Regions from separate parts of the Sus scrofa genome. Here region 1 is linked to region 2. Evidence: chromatin contacts called from public HiChIP or PLAC-seq data. All regions are on one chromosome and are shown on one strand. Each heading gives the region's core, a stretch centred on a gene start, on an enhancer-like site or on the middle of the called end of the contact. The rest is flanking DNA. Distances are from core to core; before and after follow the strand shown. Region 1 holds the start of ELN (elastin-like). Region 2 overlaps LOC102165419 (a long non-coding RNA gene).

Evidence for each region. HiChIP or PLAC-seq counts read pairs in DNA pulled down with a chosen protein or histone mark.
Region 1: a contact with region 2 is called in an H3K27ac HiChIP or PLAC-seq map of skeletal muscle. The contact joins the promoter of ELN here to the enhancer-like site in region 2. A contact is called at or near these places in 9 of 47 Hi-C or Micro-C datasets (embryonic fibroblasts, epiblast stem cells, fibroblasts and 5 more) and 1 of 2 datasets of contacts at active chromatin or transcription factors (skeletal muscle).

What each region holds. Positions count from the first base shown.
Region 1 is chr3:11,210,992-11,216,219 of Sscrofa11.1, reverse strand. It overlaps ELN (elastin-like), which reads right to left and starts at 1,796. Exons shown (of 36, transcript NM_001315724.1): 1 at 1,715-1,796. The coding sequence starts at 1,796.
Region 2 is chr3:11,098,155-11,103,125 of Sscrofa11.1, reverse strand. The region is part of intron 2 of LOC102165419 (a long non-coding RNA gene); the gene reads right to left. It overlaps LOC110259898 (a long non-coding RNA gene), which reads right to left. Exons shown (of 2, transcript XR_002342325.1): 2 at 3,684-4,203. Among named protein-coding and RNA genes, the nearest start is that of TMEM270, 41 kb to the right of the region's middle. Within about 2 kb of position 2,820, at least 16 of the 83 cell types and tissues checked have an H3K27ac peak or open chromatin away from gene starts, as enhancers often do. A contact at or near this core is called in mesenteric adipose tissue and skeletal muscle, where this site is marked.

The DNA.
Region 1 (5,228 bases), core at 547-3,046, 110 kb before region 2:
GCTCCCACCCCTCATCCTGGGGCCCAGAGCAGAGAGCAGGCGGCTACTAACCCCCTGGGCTGCCTAAACCTGTCTGAGCCTTGATTTCCCCATTTGTCAAGTGTAGACAACAATTCTCTACTCTCAGGGCTCCTGTGGGGACTCGCTGTCGTGCTCTAGGTAGGAAGGCAGGTGTTCGGGGGTCTCACTCCAGGAAGGAGGTTCAGGCAGGACCAGAGATGCTACTCCCAGGAGCAGGGTGGCTGCTCCTCTGGGACTGTCTCCCTGCCCCTATTGGCCCCCACCTGGTGGCATGCACATCCCTTGGCCTCGTCCAGACCCAGAAGCTGACCTCTGCTCAGGAAGCTCCTGCTCCCAGCGGCCCTGCCCAGCCGTGCAATCTCACGGAAACAGCTGCCGCTCCTGCCCAGCCCCTACTCCAGCCCTCCAGCCAGGCCCTGCTCCACCCGGTGCCCCCCGCCCCCAATGCTGGCCCCCACTGAAGGGCTGGTTCTCATGGCAAGGAGCACTCTTACGGAAACCAGACCCCACCCAGGCTGCCCCACCAAAGGCTCAGGAGCCTGCCTGCACCTCTCTCTTCCCGTGGCCAGGAGCACCTTCAGGCACCCTGTGAGCCACTGCCAGGGTGGTCCAAGATGCGTAGAGCCTTTGGGGGGGCGCCCTCAGGGGTCCATAGCAGGGAACATGCCAGGTGGTCTAGGAGTGCCCTGAGGTCCCCTCTAGCCCCTCCACCTGCCACAGTCCTTCTGCCGGGAGAGGGACACTTTCCCCAGCTTCCCTGTCCTAGCTTGTGTTCCAGCCCATGAATGCACACACACAGACACACACACACGCACATGCACAATGACAAAACACACCCAGAGACACACCTGGATACCAGATCTCCCATATGTACATGCCTGTTGGATGACAGAATTTAGCACATGCTAACAGGCACTTTCACATACCTCCTCCCACCAAACGCGCGCACACACACACACACACACACCTGTCCAGGAATGAACCTGTGAAATTTCATTCCTTCTCAGAAACCTCTTCCTCTATTCGGTGACACATTCGGGCATATACACACACCTGTGCAATAGCATGTAACACACTCATGCACACACACACACTCATATACAAACACACCCGCTCGAAAGTCCCAGCCCTCCTCACCAGGGACAGACCCAGCAGCAGCTTTCCAACCCGCAACCATGTAATCACCTTAACCCTGACTTTCCTTGGAGCAGGGTCCTGACTTCCCAGGGGATAAGGAACCTGCTGAGGTCAGAAAGCTCACTGTCACTAAGCTGGCCTCAAACCCAGATCCCCTGCCCCCAGGGCATGTTTGCACGCCTGCTGGGTCCACAGGTGTGCAGACTGCCAGTGCCCACAGACCCGAGGGACCCTGCCGGTCCTTCCCCAGCATGCTCGAGACCCCCCACTGGGAGATCCCCCAGGACAGAGCAGGGTCCCTCAGCCCTCACAGGGCAGCAGAACCTTGTGCTGGTTTGGGACCATCCTGAGTCGTGGGGCGATCGTGTGACAGGTTTCTGCTCGGCTTGGCTGGCTCCTGGGAGGGGCGGTTCCAGGGATCCAGTGGCGCAGGGGCTGCTGCTGGGACCCTCTGGAGGATGCTGAGGGTGAAGGGCGCCCTCTTGTCTGTCAGTCCAGCCACCTGAGCAGGAGGCCCAAAGGCTGTGGGCAGTTGGGGGGACAGGGAGAGGCCTACCTCCAGGCTGCGAGGGGTGGATGATGGACAGCAGGAGCAGGAGGACTCCGGGCCGCAGGGCTGCAGCTGTCAGACCCGCCATCTCGGGGAGAAATGCCCCAGCCTGCTCACTGCGCCTCGTTTTATCCCCAAAGCGTAATTGCTGCCTCGTCGGCTGTGAGGGAAGGAGGGAGGGAGAGAGGGCGGGCGGGAGGGCGGGCTGGAGAAAGGGGAGGCCTCGGGGAGGGGGGCGCGGGGAGGGGGCAATTACGAAAGGCCGGCTCACAAGCCTTCCAGGCTGGGTCTGACTGGACTGGACCGCGGGCTTTTTTCCTTAAAACACACACGAGTGCACACACGCACACACGCGCGTGCGCGCACACACGCGCGCACGCACACACACACACACACACACAGAGTTTTTTCCCCCATCTCTCTCCCGCTTTCCCTCTGTGGCTGTTCTTTCACTGCTGGCCCTGTTCCCGCCAGAAAGTGCGAGGGGGGCCTCTGCCAGGACAGCCCTCGGGAGAGGAAGCAGGAGGGAGGGCCCTGCAGCCCGGCCAAAAATCCGGCCCCAGCCAAGGCCTGAGTGGCCAGGCCCCCGCCCCTCCGGCTGGGCCCCAGGCCCAGTGTGGGGACACAGGCCAGCTGTCCCGCGCCTCTGCCCCCACCCTAGCACTCCGGACTCCCCCAACAGCACCAGTCCTGGCCAAGATACAGGCTCTGCCCAAAGCTGGGGAGGCGGGTGTTGGTCAGAACCTGGGGTCCAGCGCCCAGGCCAGTGTCTGTAGAGTCAAGGGGCTGTAGGCAGAAAGGCCGGGAAGGTGCCATTCTTGCTGGTGCTGTCCTGTAGGGCACCAGGGGGAAGGGTTGGGGACCCTGAGGCACTACAGGGCTCCATTCTTTGGGGTCTCAGGTCACAGCCTCCTGCCTGAAGCTGGGGAGGGGGTGATGTGTCCATCTGGGGTCCATGTCTGAAGAGGCCGAGGGGCTGTGAGCAGAACGGCTTGGGGATCGAGACTGTTGGTGCTGTTCCCTGGGGTCTCTGGGGGACATGTGGGAGCCCCTGACACACCTCACGGGTTCCATCTCTCATGGATCAAGGTGCAGTCCCTCGCAGGCTTGTGCAGGCTACAGGGTCCGGTCAAGGTCAGGCTCGTTCCCCAGGTGCCCTGTAGACAACCAGAAGGCTGGGGGAGCTGACCTAGACTTATAGGTGGCTCAGTCCCCCTTTATCACTTGGCCCCCATCTGTCCCAGTGCTGAGCATCCCTAGAACCCAAACCAGACTCTGGAGTCCCAAGACTGCTGGTTCTCTCCCTGCCCCGGGAGAACGCCTGGGGCTGACATTCCTTTGGTGGCCAGGAGGGGGCGGCCCTGCGCCGACACAGCTGGGACCAGCACTTCCAGGCCTTGGGTTCTTCCCACCTGCCTGTGCTGGATGGGGAACCTGGGGACTTTAGGGGGTGGAGTGGAAAGCGAGGGGGTCATACTTCCCCACTCAAGAAATTTAGGAGCCAGAGGATAGGAGAGAGAAACTGGTACCGACCCTCATCACAGCCTGTGACGGGGAGAAGTAGAGACCACAAGTTCTGAGAGCTTTCTCCCAGCACTCAGTTGGAGAAAGAGAGGAGGACACAGCCACAAGTCCGAGGAAGGGGGTTAAATGACCCCTCCTCCAGCCAGGAGCGCTGGGCAGTTTTTATGGCCAGCAGGGAGTGTAGATGCCAAAGGCCAGGCAATGGACCCAGCAGGACCTAGGACTAAATTCTGGCTCTAACACTTGCTTGCAGGGTAACTTCTTCCATGAATTTCAGTTTCCTCATCTGTCAAACAGTGATAAATATCCCTGCCTAGGAGGTTATTGCAGAGATGAAAAGATGTGGTCATATATTTCTGTACTGTGTCTGCAGGTCCAAATGCTCTGTACTCTGCCCTCGTCCTAGTGCTGCTGCGAGTACCTGGGTTCTGCAAGCACCACTCCTGCAGAACTCTGAGGCTTGGCTCTAGGCTGGGTCAGCTTGGGACTCTGGGCCATCCCTTCCTCTCTCTGCTCTCAGGCAGCAGCCATTCCAGAGGTTTGGAAGGGGGTGGGCACGCAGGCAGAATTGTTTTGAAGCAGTGCAGGCATACCAAGCATACAGCTCTCACTTCCTGCGTGTGTTATTTGGGGGTGCTTTGGGGGGTAGCTGATGGCGACTATAAGCCCGAGACAGCCCTTGCTGGTGGCGGGAGGGGGTGCTCAGGGTTAGGGTCTGTGGCCTGAGAGGGGCCTGCTGGGGGAAGGGAGGGGAGGCTGGGGGGGCGCCTCTGTGTGCCTGCCCCTCCCAGGGAGGGGGATGGAACGGGGTGCTGGGGAGAGGCTGGGCCCCACTCCTCTCGGGGCAGTGACGTGGGCAGGAACCGGCTTTCAGACTTGCAAACCGCAGTCTGCTCAGAGTCTTTATTAATTCCAGGACTGGGAGAGAGGCTGGAGCCAACGGAAGAGGGCTTGCGGCAGGGGCATCCAGGAGAGGTGTGGAGGGGCGCTCACAGGGACAGACTTGAGGCTGCTAGGCCTCTACCCCCAGGGCCAGGGTCCTGTGTCCCGTCCCCCAGCTGCGTCCCTCCATCTTCTCAGCACCCCGTGCTGCAGGAGCTCCATGAACTCGTGTTCAACAAGGCTTCTGTACACTTCAAAAGGGGGCCTCAGTTCAAAATCAAACCCAGTAAACCATAATCAAACCCAGATTATCCAGCGCAATTTAGCCCAATGCACTCAATGCATAATGTAAGGACTGAGGGTGACAGTTCTAGAGTAACATTCACTCATTCATGATTTAAGAAACCTAAGAGTCCTCAGTTGCCCTAGGCCCACCTCCCTGCAGAGCTGAATAGATTAAGTAAGGCCATAAATGTGGAATTGCCTGATGCACCACATGCTGGAAAATGATAACAGCTTTACCATTATCATTGACAAGTAAACTACCCCACTACTCCTAGGCATCCAGGTGAGTCACTGACAGGCCATCCCTGTCCGCCAGGATCTCTAGGTGCAGCCATTTAGGAAGAAGAACAGAGCCACCAGCCGCCCTTGGCTCTCAGCATGTGACTGCTTTGCTCAGAAACCCTCAGTTGCCTCCCAGCCAAAGTCCAGACTTCCGAGCATGGCCTTCAAGGCCCCAAGGACCTAGCTTCTCTGCTCTCCTTCCTCCTGGCTGGCGGAGGTGCCCCCTAGCACCTACACTTGTCCTGGAGGGCTGGGTTCTGGACTTTGGTCACCGAGGGTCCTTGGTCTCAGCTTCCTCCAGGTCTGTGCGCCTCAGCCTCCCCGCCCCAGGGCCTCTCTGTGGGGCCCTGGGCTGGACTTGGTACTTCCTCTTACTCTCTACTGGCCCGGCCATCCCTGAAGGCAGTTTGAGGACGGCAGTTGCTGCCTCCCACTTGGTCCAAGAGTATGAGATGAGAAGCGCAGATGTGCAGAGATGGGGGCAGAGTTCTGGTGGTGGGGACAGACCTCCAGAATCCCGGGAGGTGTGGTTTCTGGTTTTTTCCTT
Region 2 (4,971 bases), core at 1,571-4,070:
GACATGAACAGGACTGTGAGGCCCCAAACCCATCCTTTTCCAAAGCATCTTGCGGCTCCATTTCTCCCCAAGCACTCTACCCATCCTCTCAGTATTTGGCAAACCTTGGCTGATGGCTGCTCGGTTCCAGGCCCATGCCAGGCTCTGTGGGGTGGAAGAACACCAAGCATGGTCCTGGCTGAGGGAGGGAGACAGACACAGTGTCCTGGATGCCATGGTTGACATCTGGAAGGAGGGATTACTCCCCCTGGGAGGTGCGGGTGCAGTGTTTTCAAGTCAGGCCTAAGGAGCAGGTAGGCCCCGGGTGAGGAGCTGTCAAGAGCATGGAGTTGGCGGGGATGCGGGAGGTCTGCAGGGGACCTCACAGAAGGTGCAAGGCAGGCCTGAGAAGAGGGCAGAGGTGGGCAAGGTCAGAATGTCAGCACCCAGGCCCTGTCCCTGGAGGCCATGGCGGGTTAGCAAAGGTGTGAAGGAGGGAGGATCCGTGTCAGAGAAAGATCGCTCTGATGGTCTATGAGCAGGCCAGGTTAAAGCCCAAATTTGGTGGCCATGAAGAAGAGAGACACAGGGGAGCGTAGTAAGTGAAACCTATAGGATTTGGTAACAGCATGGAGGGCACTGAAGGAGGGAGGAGGATATGTCTAGAAAGCCAGGAGGATGGCCATGCTGCAGGTGGAGATGGAGACCACAGAGGAAGTGCTGATCTGGCACCATCCCTGAGCTTCTCTGGAATCTGAGGGCTTTGCAGCATCTGGGCCATCTCAGTAGAGAAGACCTCCAAGGGCTATCAGCACAGAGCTGGTGATGAAGGATCAAGATGCTTAAATAGAAAGACAAAGATTTCACAGTTTTCTCCTGGATAAGATGGGAGCCTCCAGAGGCTTTAAGCAGAAAAGTGACAGAATCGGATTTAGAAGAATCATTTGGGCAGCAGGGAGGAGGCTGGCCTGGGCAGAGGGAGACTAGAGGCGGGGAAACCCAGGATGAGGATAAAATGTCCCCCAAGTGGCCAGGGCCCCAGCAGTGGGTCCTAGGTCAGATGCTGAGAAACTACTGATCTAGGCTAAAGGGTCACAGGTAGGTCTCACTTTTTACACAAGTAAGGTCTTGACAAGTGGTGGTAAATGATGCTTCAGCTGATGCTTCATGTTGAATCAGATTTTAAATGACTCCCTTCAAAAATTTCGAAAAGAATTTCATTTATGATAGAGGGAGAAAGAATAAAAAGTTCAAATAAATTTCACAAAAGAAGCACAAGCCTGGTACACCCAAAACTACACAGAAAACATTGAAAGAAATTAAATATCTAAAAAATATGGTAAGATAGTTCATGTTCATGGATTGGAAGACTTAATATTGTTAAGATGACAATATTACCAAGAATAGGTTCAATATAATCCCCATCAAAATCCCAATGAATCCCAAAGGAAATGCAGAAATGAAAAAATTCCGGGTTCCCATCGTGGCGCAGTAGAAACGAATCCAACTAGGAACCATGAGGTTGCAGGTTTGATCCCTGGCCTCTCTCAGTGGGTTAAGGATCCAGCATTGTCATGAGCTGTGGTGTAGGTTGCAGATGAGGCTCGGATCTGGCGTTGCTGTGGCTCTGGCGTAGGCCGGCAGCAACAGCTCCGATTAGACCCCAAGCCTGGGACCCTCCATATGCCATGGGTGGGGCCCTAAAAAGACAAAAGACAAAAAAAAAAAAAAAAAAAAAAAGAAAAGAAAAAATTCATCCTAAATTTAACTGGAAATGCAAAGAATCTCAAATGGTAAAAACAGTCTTGAAAAAGAACAAAGTCGAAAGACACACATTTCCTGCTTTCAAAACTGACTACAAACTCCACTAATCAAGACCTTGTAGTGCTGCCATAGAGACATATCAACCAGTGGAGTCGAATTGAGAAATAAACCATTACGTTTATGGTTAATTGATTTTTGCCAAGGCCATTCAATGGGGGAAAGAATAGTCTTTCCAACAAATGGTGCTGGGGTAATGGGATAGACCCCAACCTCACACCATATGCAAAAATTTACCCAAAATAGATTGAAGTGTAAGAGCTACAACTATGAAACTCTTCGAAGAAAACATAGAGATAAATCTTCATGACCTTGAATTTGGCAATGGTTTCTTGGATATGCTACCAAGAGCACAAGGAAAAAATAGATAAATTGGACTTGACTAAAATTAAGAAATGCTGTGCTTCAAAGGAGGCTATGAAGAAAGTGCAACGATAACTCAGAATGGGAGAAAATATTTGCAAATCATATGTCAAGTGATTTAAGAGACTGCGGGGTCTGAAAGGCTCCGCCCTGGTGGGGGTGGCGGGGGAAATCCCTTCCCTGGTGTACAGCGCGCGGGCCACCTGGCCTGCCCTTCGCGGATGAGTTTGCCCGAAGGGCACCTGTCTAGCTCGGCAATTAAAGCAAGGAGAACTGGGGGAGGGTGGGAAGAGCCAGGGACCCTTGCCCCCAGGGCAGCCGCAGTGCTCTGGGAACTCGCTCACAAATTCCCCGAATTCCCCCATCTTAATTTTAGAACAGTCCTCGAAGAAACCCGGGGAGGCTGGGGACGGCCCGGCGCCAGTGCGGGCAGCTTTCAGAAAAGGGACAGTGTGAGGGAGAGGCTGTCTGGCCCGGCCTCCTCTCCCGGCCAGGCCTCGTCCGTGGGAAGGTCACGAGAGGCACTAGCGGGGGCCAAGCCCCGTGCAGGGCGCGGGCCCAGGCGACAGGCCAGAAGGTCCCGGGGCCTGAGGCCTCCGTTCCCACTGACATCAGTGCAAGGTGTCAGGGGGCCTGAATCACTGGGGCCTGGGCCAGCGCCCTCCCGGGGGGAGAGCATAGCAGAGGTATGAGGCAGCCCCGGCTAGGCTGGCCGCCCCGGGCTGGGCTGGCCACAGTGACTGTTTTATAGAATTAGTGAGTGGGACCCGCCGCAGGAGGAGGTGGCGATGTCATCGTCCTGGATTCCAACAGGCTGCCCCCCCCACCCCCAGCCCCTTCCGATTCACAAAATTAATTCCAACGGCTAAGCGAGGGGAGCCTGTCGCCGGGGCCAGGGGGGTCATAAACACGGGGAATATTAATAGCTCCAGCCAGGCTGCCCGGGGGGCTGGGGGGCCTGCCAGAGGGGCGGACTTATTTAGTCTCCTTATTAATGATGCGGAAAGAAGAGCCTTCACCCAAGCCTGGGGCTGGTGCTGACCTACATCGGGCGGGGATTGCCCAAGCCTAGGAGAGACCGCAGGGGTCGGTGCAGGGCGCGTTTTTCCCTGAGGGGATGCCTCTTGGGACCACCAGGAAGCCCTTGCCCCACCGCCCAGCCAGGTGAGAGCTAAGTACACAGAGCGTGTCCCCAGGCTAGACAAGCATGGATCTCCTTCCTGACCCCGGGGGCTCAGGAATGACTCACACGTGCACGCGTGCACACACACATTTGCACGTGTCTACCGGCGGGATCGGCCTCTCGCCAGTCAGGTGGGCCCAACCTGGGCACGTGAGACCAAGGCGGGTTATAGAATGTCCAGCCACACAGAGGTGCAAGCTATCCAGGTAAGGATGGGCTCCTTCCTGAACCAGACCCCTGACCTCCCTAGAGTCCTTCCCCCAAACTTTTCCTGCAATAAATCAAATCCAGGGATACTTAAAACTGGAAACTCAAAAAGACTCCATGCACGTGCAAATACACACACACATATATCTTTTCACATCCCTGACACCCATGCCCCCCACGCTCTTAGCAGGAACTCACTGTGTGCACAGCCAGAGTCCCTGCTAAGGGGATCACGAATCAGATGGTTGGCTCTGCCCCCTCCCAAGTCCCTTAGGTCCTGAGAACATGATTCCAAACAGGCCTCCGGGCACCAGTATCAGGGGGTCACGGGCAAAGGAGTTTGTGAAGAGATGCAGCTGGAAAGGGTTTGCAGAGAACGGGTTCGAGGCATGCCCAGGGCCCACAGCAGACAGGCTGGGAGAACTGCCCCCCTCTCCAGGAAGGCCCCCCGACCCCGGCTCCCAGCTGCATGGCTCCTGGCTGCCAGCTCTGGGACAGACAGACAGAGTGGGACTGGCAGCAGCTGGGGCTGGGAGCCTGCCGAGTCCCAAGCCGGAATGAGGGAGAAACCTGTCCAGCGATGAGATCAAGGAGATGGCACCGATGTCTCCCCAGGGATCCCAGCTCGGCGTCCCAGGACATTCCAAACTCTGCAAACAAAACATGGGGTGGGAGGCCAGCCAGGCTGGGCCAACGCCAGGTGGCTCCCCCACCCCTCCTATCGGCAGGGGCCAGGGGGGCCTGCCCAGCAGTGGGACCAGCTGGGAACGGAGCATGAGCCACCGGGAACGCTGCCCGCACAAGTCGCCTGGGGACGCAGCATCCAGACACCTGCCACGTTCCCTCGGCAGGGTGCCACGTGGGGATCATCCGCTCTTCCCAGGCCCTGGGAGGAGCGCTTGCGCGCCTTGGGACCTGCGGAGCCACCTGCACGGTGCTGTTCAGTTCAGCAAACACCTTCCGAGCCACGCTCGCACTTCATAACCCCTGAAGGAAGCCAAGCCTGGCGGGTTTCCCCACTTCTTCATAAACGAGGGCCCAGAGTGGAATTTGCTCGAGGCCACACAGTTATTGAGAGGTTGATGCAGATTCTCACCCAGGACTGCTGCCTCCCATTCCGAGTTCCTCCAGCTACACTTTGTCCTGACGGCAGGAGGCCACCAAGACCCTGGGCTCCACCTGACTGAGCCTCAAAAAATCAGCCAATTCAGGGAGTTCCCTGGTGGCTCAGCAGCTTAAGGACCTGGCATTGTCACTGCTGTGGCTCGGGTTTGATGTTTGATCCCTGACCCGGGAACTTCCTCATGCTATGGGTACAGCCAAAAAAAAAAAGAAAAGAAAAAAGAAATTCAGCAAGTTCAATGCCTTCATTCTATAAAGATGGAAACCGGGGCTTAAAAAAAAAAAAAAAAAAAAGG